2 separate regions of the Sus scrofa genome follow, and region 2 is linked to region 1. The links are chromatin contacts, called in public HiChIP or PLAC-seq maps. All regions are on one chromosome and are shown on one strand. The core of a region is the stretch at or near the end of the contact, and the rest is flanking DNA. Distances in the headings are between cores, read along the strand shown.

Region 1 (3,811 bases), core at 1,031-3,530:
ACAGAAAGCAGAAAGAACAGTTAAGAGTGAAGGGTGTGTGTGGCCAGTGCAGGACCAGAACTGAAGGAAGGAAGTTGCATGCCTGGGGGCTGGAGCCATGCTGGAAGAGCTAAGGGGTACTAACTCCATACCACAGGCTGTGGAGGCTTTTTACAGAAAGGGGAGACTCGAGGGTTGAAGGATGCAGTTCCCTGGGACTGCTAGGTAGGGAGGCGCTATTAGAACAGGCAGACAACTGGACACTGGGGCCTGGAGGTGATGAAGACGACCCCCAGGTGGTCAGTTTACCCTAAGTTGTGTCCTGCAAGAGTCATTTTGTATCAGTATGGCTGTCTGGCCACGGTGGCAACATAGCTCACCATTAGAGTGTTGAGTCGGTGGGCAAACAAATGGAGTGGAGATCCCTCTTGGATCTGTCCTCCTGGTTCCCTTCTCCACTAGTACAGGAAGGAGCCTCTCTGTCCTCTCTCTCAGTTAGGTGGTTTGTGTGTGTCTCTCAAGTGCCCACGCCCCTCCTGGAGGCAGCCCCAGGAGCTGCCCAGCTTGGGGGAGCAGCGCCTCCCTGGCAGCTGCAGATTTTTCTCGCTAAGGTCCTTTGAGACTTTATGGTGAGGCCAGAATGAGGAGTGGATTGTGATTCAAGTCAAACCAGATGGGGAGTTACCGTTACCACGAGATACATTATCCTGGGCAAAATACTCCCTCTATGGAAAATGCATGTTCACTGCTTATTTCTTGTCAAGTGAGCTTAATATCATCTCAGTTTTTATACACACACACACACTCTTCCAAACAGCTCTGAGTGAGATCACAGCTCCAGGAACTTGAGATCAGAAGGTCTAACAGGGCATCTGATATACCTCTGTGCCATGGAGGGCACATTGTGTAAGGAAACAATTTTTAGTACTGGGGTTTAAAAGCACTTCTGAAAAGACAGAACTAGAAAATTTAGAGGAAGGGAAGGTCAACCAAAATGGCTCTTGCTCCGGTTTGAGAGTTGTTAAACCCTAAGAAGGAGAATAAATAGCAGAAACAAACCATTTTGGTTTTGCACAGAACAAAAATGATGTGAAGCTGCAAGTCAGCAGTTCTAGCCCAGCAGCTCTAAAGGAACACCCATTCGTGTTTGCTTTTCTGGGGTATCCTTGGTCGTCTCCCCACTGTGGGTTCCTTTTGTCTTGGTGCAGCCCCAGTTCAGAGCGAGGACGGGCAGCAGGCATCCCAAGCCCTCCCCGCCTCGCCTTGCCTCGCCTCGCCTCGGTGGACCAAGGTTGTTTACTACTTTCTACTCGGAGTAGCACGCCAATCACGACGGCCCGCCCTCCTCCCTGTCCAATCGGCTCGTTGGGAAAGTCCACCTTTCCGCGGGGGCTGGGCAGCGACTGGCTGGGGCAGCTGTCAGTCAAGCGGGCATCCCGCAAGGATGCAGCAGGAGTATTAGGGACTCGATCACCAGAGCTGAGGAGGAGTAACCTTCCCTATAAACAAGATGCCCCCCCCAATAAAGCAGGGCGGGGGTGGTGGTGGCGGGGGGGTGCACCGCAGCACAACCTAGCCCTGGGGCCCCACTGGAGCCGAGCGGGCTGAGCGCAGAGTCGGGGAATCCCTCCCTCCCTCCTCGCTCAGCCTCCCGCCCACCGCTGCAGTTGTAAACACGTTTCCCTCCATGTCTGTTTTCCCTTCTTTCTACCAGTGGCCATTACAGGCTGCTGTTTACCAAAATCTCGTCGGGCACATACCCTCCTCCTGGTCCCGTCCTCCATTGCCCGCGTCTCCCTGCCTTTATTCTGGCCTTTTTCTTTTCCTTCCCGCGGTCTTCAGACTAAAGGAGGCTAAGTTGCAACCAGGCTTGTTTTCCTTTTATTCCTGTCCATGTGGGACAAGTCACGCCTTGTCAACATGCACCATTTTCTGCGGAGATCATGCTTCCTTTTTAAATTGCGTGCATGGACTAGATTGATTTTGGTTAGGAACACTGCAGCTGAAACAGCTCTGGAAGGACTGGGTGGATTTTTTTGTTGTTACTGTTTCGGGACGCGGCAAATGCTGTTTTAATTCCGTGCTTCTTTCCAAGGTGGGTCTTGACTCCTTCACCCACTCCTAGATTTGAGATGTGTGCCCCCCGCCCCAAGACAGCATTGTGCTGAACTAAATGTTTTTGTACCTTATTCTGTGATGTGAATCAGGTTTCCCATTTCCAGCTGCACAATGTGGTTGTATTCAGTGTGATAGGGGCGTAGTGGACAGGAATTATTTGCGACAGGGCTGCCTGGAAGATGCGGAGTGGAGTTTGCGTGGCCTGGAGCAGCTCCAGTGTCTGAGGCTTCTCTGTTCCGTTACAGAGGCTCCAAGCAGGAAGCGTAGGCAAAATGGCAAAATACAGTATGTGGCATTCGGTTCAAAAATGCCTCCTTTTTAGGAGCTGGTGTTACACAGGACATCCAGTCCTCTTTAGCTTTTCTGCTCAGAAGAAAGAGAAAGTTTTCCATAAGATGGCTTGTTTGGGATATTTTGTGAGAGGCCCTATCACCAAAAAAAAGGAAAAAAAAATGATGATTTTGAGTTTCTGACTTGCTGAGTGGAGGTTAGGCCTCCTTCAGATGCCGAGTCACAGTCACGGAGCAAAAAGGCCTCTGCTTCTTGGTTTATAGGAATCGCAGAAACATACGTGGAGCTGCAGCCTGTGGGGGCAAGATGGAGCCTTCTGCCCATCTCAACCCTACAGCCTGTGTACTTTCTCAGCAGTGGGGCATTTGAGTTGCTTGTAGGGAATGTAAAGGGGGAAAGGTACATTGCAAATAAAATGTAAACAATATCTGTGGTTGTCCTGATTTCCAAGAGCCACTTCCAGGACCACTTAAGCCCAGGAAACAGGTCCTATTTCAAGTTATCCACCACATCTGATTTAGATTTCTCCCTCCTCCCACCCCCTCTCTTCTAGCTGTCCATTTGTACTCTCCCCTCCTAGGATGTTTTTTCTAGGTGATCAAATTAGTGTGTATTCATGTGTATCGTGGTAGTGTTGTGAGGATAGGTTCAGCTTTCACTTCATGACTTGAGAGAAGTGGTTCTGGGGCATCATTCCGTTACCAAAGGTGATGGAGAGGGCGAGGGCAGAGTCCTGCCTCAGGGCCGTGAAGTTCTTGGCACCGTCATCATCCGGCCTTGTGAAGTTACAAACTAGGCGATTGCTTGAAGTCAAAAAGACACTTCAGTATAAGGCGGAGTGCCGTCATGACCCGTGTTCCAGCTCTGGGCCCTTCTGCACTCACCTCTGTGAACCTAGGTTTCTGCCCCCCTCCCCCCCCAATCCCCACCTGGCCCTGGCAGGAGGTGGAAAGATGACCTCTATGCTGTGTTGAGAAGACTAAACGAAACATCTTAAGTAAGAAGTACCTGACTTGCAGAGGTGCCCAACTTGCCCTCTCTAGTAAATCTTCCTTCTTTTGGGGCCCCTCACATGGGCCTCCCACTTCTTCAGGGTGGCACGTTGAGCTCATCTTTCGCTGGGTTTCTGCATCACCTGCTCTTCTCTGGCCAGGTCAGCCTGTTCATTTTTCCATGCCAACAGCCTCTGTGCCAGTAAGTCACGTCTGAATAACCAAAGCATGTTTCCCTGCTGGAAGATGCCAGGGTAGGCTGGTCTGGGAGCCAAGTGGCTTTCTCCTGTTCAAATAAGCTTGGGAAGCAGGAGGGCCTGGCTGCTTTGCTCTTTAGTGGCTCGAGGCACGTTTGGAAACACCTTTAATCCCCACCCCAGAGTCGGATTGCCCCTTTCTTTCCCACATGACCGGGCTGTGAGTGCTTGGTG
Region 2 (3,857 bases), core at 473-2,972, 170 kb before region 1:
TTGTTAAGTTGAAGCTGATGCTTTTAATAATGGATTGTTCTAGAGTTCCCGATGTGGCTCAGCTATTAGCAAACCCAACTAGCATCCATGAGGACTCAGGTTTGATTCCTAGCCTTGCTCAGTGGGTTAAGGATCTGGCGTTGCTGTGAGCTGTGGTATAGGTCGCAGACGCAGCTCAGATCCCCTGTGGCTGTGGTGTAGGCCAGCGGCTACAGCTCCTGGCTGCAGATGTGGAAGCAGAGTTGGGACGCCATCACCCTGGGATGATGTTACATGTGAGGGATGGCTTGGATCCTCTCGGGGGCTCACACTCCACCCTCAGAGCTATTCTTGGAGGTGCTGTGACATGCCCTTCACCTCAGTGGAGAATCTTGTCCCATGTAAGTCTGGCTCAGTTTAACTTGAAAATTCTGCTCATGCCTCTAAATCAAGCCAAGACCCTTGAGTTTAGGGTCATTCTCTGATGTCGTCTGGATCATTGTCTGGTACTTGTGGCCACGAGGAGATTGTCATCATTCAGCATGGGTGGGGTGGGCACGGGGCGGTAGTGGGGAAGAAATACTTAGGAAGGCGGAGGCGAAGGTGGAGGGTGGAGAGTGCTTAGGAAGGAGTTGGTTGCCCTTGAGGAGGTTCTCAGCCCAGGGGTGTCAGGGGGCAGGATTGATGAATGAACGGAAGGGTGGATATGTGCACAACCTGTACCTTGGAAACCTACACAGGGGCTGCCACTGTCCCCTGGTCACAGAGAGCATTCAGTGGTGATCTGATTTGACATGATTTTGAGTAACTTTCATATCCCAAGTAATACTAGGACTTTTTTCAATTGCAAAGGTGATCTGAGCTGTTTTTCAGGAAAGGCTGGGAACATTCTAGGAAAAATATTCGCTGGGGATATTCCTGTGGGATGACCTAGCATCCCATGTAGGGCCCAAGGAGACCAACCTTCACATTGAAAAGCATATCTGTGCTCTTGGTTTATTTTTTCATGGGGAAAAGTGTCCAATATCATTATAAGAGGAGTCTTTTTCTGTAAATAGTTGATTCAGAAATTTTAGAGGTTTAATTGAAGAACTTGTCTACGTTTTTACCTTCTCCTCAGGGATGCAGAAGCTAGTATCTTTCTCTGGGTGGCTTTTGACATTTATATTTAACAGCTTAATTTTCAGTCTCACGTGCAATGGGTGGTGATACTGAACTTTTCTCGCTGTGCATTTTGCTTCAGGTGGGCACTTGGGCAGCCTTCCCTCCCTCGAGCTGGTTGACCTCTCCCGTCAGTGACCCCTTTACCTGCCAGTGTATCTTGTATGTGCTACACAGTACTGGGGCAGTTGGTTCATCTTTCTCTCCCCCATTGTTATAGGGGTTCTTTAAGAGCAGGGAACGTGTTCTTTGTTTCCCCAGGCCCTGACAGTGCCTGGCACATAGTAGGTGTTCACCACAAGGGTTTTAGATCTGACGAGTTTGGGTGTGTGACTTTGAAAGGAGGTGAAGTGCCTTTTCAAGGATACACCTCAGTGATTCTTCAAGCAATCTGGCTGTTTATTTTAGGATTCAAAAAGTAAAATGTTCCATTTAGCAGACCAAGTGTTTCACAATCTGATGTTATCCGCTTCCGTTGAATTTCCTCTGTAGTCCCAGTTTTGGGGGCTTTTCTTGCTTACGAGGCAGGGAGGTGGCTGGCAAGTCCCTTGTACTCATGTGGTCACTGCCCAGCTGGGTTACAACTTGTTCGCTGCCATTGGCTTTTAAGGGATGAGGTAATCTTAGCTCAGCTTGGTTTCACATACAATAGTTTTGTTTGTTGAGGAAGTGGTTGTCTCTTGAAGTTTTTAAGATGTTAGGGATGTTATGAATTGCAATCAAGTGGGTATCCTTTTACATAAGTGCATCTGACAAGCCAATTTCACAAGCTCATCTCATCAGTCACAGTTGGATGGCAAAGTTTATTGTTTAAAGTTTTTTGGTGTGTGTATGTGAGTGTTTTTTAAGTAAAGAAAGGAAGCCTCTGTATAGAAACCAAATGGCTTCAGAGGCCAAGAAATGGCACGAAGGCATGGATATTTAGAAATCTGAACATAATTCCTCATTCCTCTTACTCTCTTGCATCTGATCTCTGGGACAGGGAGACAGCTGTTAATTGAAGTCCTTGTTCGAGGTACAGAGACATAATGAAATGCACATAACCACCTGGAGGGTATAGATCCTTGGAATGGTCCTGGAGGCTGATGAGGCTGCTCTGAGCAGCTTTTTTTACCAACTTGGCCTCTGAGATGAGCCAAGTGCTTTGTTCATTTGTAAACAGTGCTGCCCATCCTTTAGCCAGTTGTTAAATCACTTTGGATGTGTTGACAGCCTCAAAAAGTCACCACTTAAAAAAAAAGTTCAAATTCGGGAAAAAAAAAAAAGGTAAGGAAATGATCTCCTAGTGAGACAACTTCTTCCTAAAAAATGAAAGCTTTAAAGACATAAATTCTATGTTATAAACAACTTGTAATTTTGATCGTTTTCAGTTGTAGCTCCAGCAGCCTCTACGATAGATCTTAAGTATGTTTATCACAGCTGGAAAAATGTTTTATTGTCATCTTTGTTTATCATAATATGCCACCTACTCTGGTTGTGTCTTACTGTAGCTCTGCTTCTTTGTTTTATGTTTTTTTAATAGAAGGGGGGCAGATGAATGTAAACGATACCTAGAAATTGAAACAGGGGAAAAAAAACCCCAATGTATTCAGCCAGCACTCTTTCCAGGTTATAGCTAGACGTCAGCTGGCAGCCTCCAAGCTGTGGTTTATTGAATAATACTTAATACTTAGCACAGCCCTCAGTGAAGATCTTTTTATGGCCTTTTCTGAATGTTTTACAAACATTACTAAAGCTCATCCAGATGAAGGCAGGGAGCTTTATTTTCTTTAAAAATTTTTTTATTGGAGTGTAGTTGACTTAAAATGTTGCATTAGTTTCAGGTGTATAGCAAAGTGAATCAGTTATAAAGATATCCATTCTATTTTCCTGTACGGGTTATCACAAACTATTCAGTAGATTTTCCTGGGCTATGCAGTAGGTTCTTGTTAATCATCTGTTTTATATAGTCATGTGTATATATGTTATTCCCATCCTCCCAATCCCTCCCTCCCTCCCTTCAGTGGTTTTACCTATGGTAACCATAAGATTTTGAAATTTTTAAGTTTGTCTCTGTTTTATAGATTGTATTTTGTTTCTTTCTTTTTTTTTTTAAAGGAGCAAAATCTGCCCATTGGGATACTACAGTTTAGCAAATAGAAAGAGAATTGAGGTTGGAGGAGACCCTCCGTGTGCTGAGAGGGAGCATGGGATTTGGCCTCGATAAACCTGGGCTTGTATTCCGTCCAGCGTTAGTATATAGTGATGGATTTGGGGGCAAGTTATGCAGCACCCCTGAGCTTCTGGATGTTTGGGAAACCCTGTGAAGAGTTGGGTCCCACAGTAAATGCTCCACATATGCATTTTTTTCTTCCTCTCTTTATCCTCCGAACTTGAGATATTTCCTGCGTGATTTTCCCTAGCTTTGATTTTGCCCTGCCACTCTGCACATAATTGGGTGCCATTTGTTACTATAATTTGAAAATTGCAAATTCATTTTAATAACATCATAGGCCAAGTGTAATGAGGAAAGTCAGTTTTATGGGCCCAAATCACATTACAAAGCTAAATGGAAACCAGTTTTAGATTATTTTAATTTATTTGTTTCTTTGCCATTCCACTGGATAATACTAGAGGATTGAATTTCACTAGATAGAAACCCTGAAGATTCATCAAATCCTAGCATTTCAGAATTCCACTTCACTTTTCAGCTGGAACTCTGCGCTTTAAAGAATGAT

Evidence for each region. HiChIP or PLAC-seq counts read pairs in DNA pulled down with a chosen protein or histone mark.
Region 2: a contact with region 1 is called in an H3K27ac HiChIP or PLAC-seq map of skeletal muscle. The contact joins two enhancer-like sites. A contact is called at or near these places in 3 of 47 Hi-C or Micro-C datasets (embryonic fibroblasts, omental adipose tissue and undifferentiated spermatogonia) and 1 of 2 datasets of contacts at active chromatin or transcription factors (skeletal muscle).

The regions. Positions count from the first base shown.
Region 1 is chr1:137,488,655-137,492,465 of Sscrofa11.1, reverse strand. All of the region lies in intron 2 of IGF1R (insulin like growth factor 1 receptor), which reads left to right. Among named protein-coding and RNA genes, the nearest start is that of PGPEP1L, 180 kb to the right of the region's middle. Within about 2 kb of position 2,280, at least 71 of the 83 cell types and tissues checked have an H3K27ac peak or open chromatin away from gene starts, as enhancers often do. A contact at or near this core is called in skeletal muscle, where this site is marked.
Region 2 is chr1:137,659,351-137,663,207 of Sscrofa11.1, reverse strand. The region is part of intron 1 of IGF1R (insulin like growth factor 1 receptor); the gene reads left to right. Among named protein-coding and RNA genes, the nearest start is that of IGF1R, 29 kb to the left of the region's middle. Within about 2 kb of position 1,722, at least 18 of the 83 cell types and tissues checked have an H3K27ac peak or open chromatin away from gene starts, as enhancers often do. A contact at or near this core is called in skeletal muscle, where this site is marked.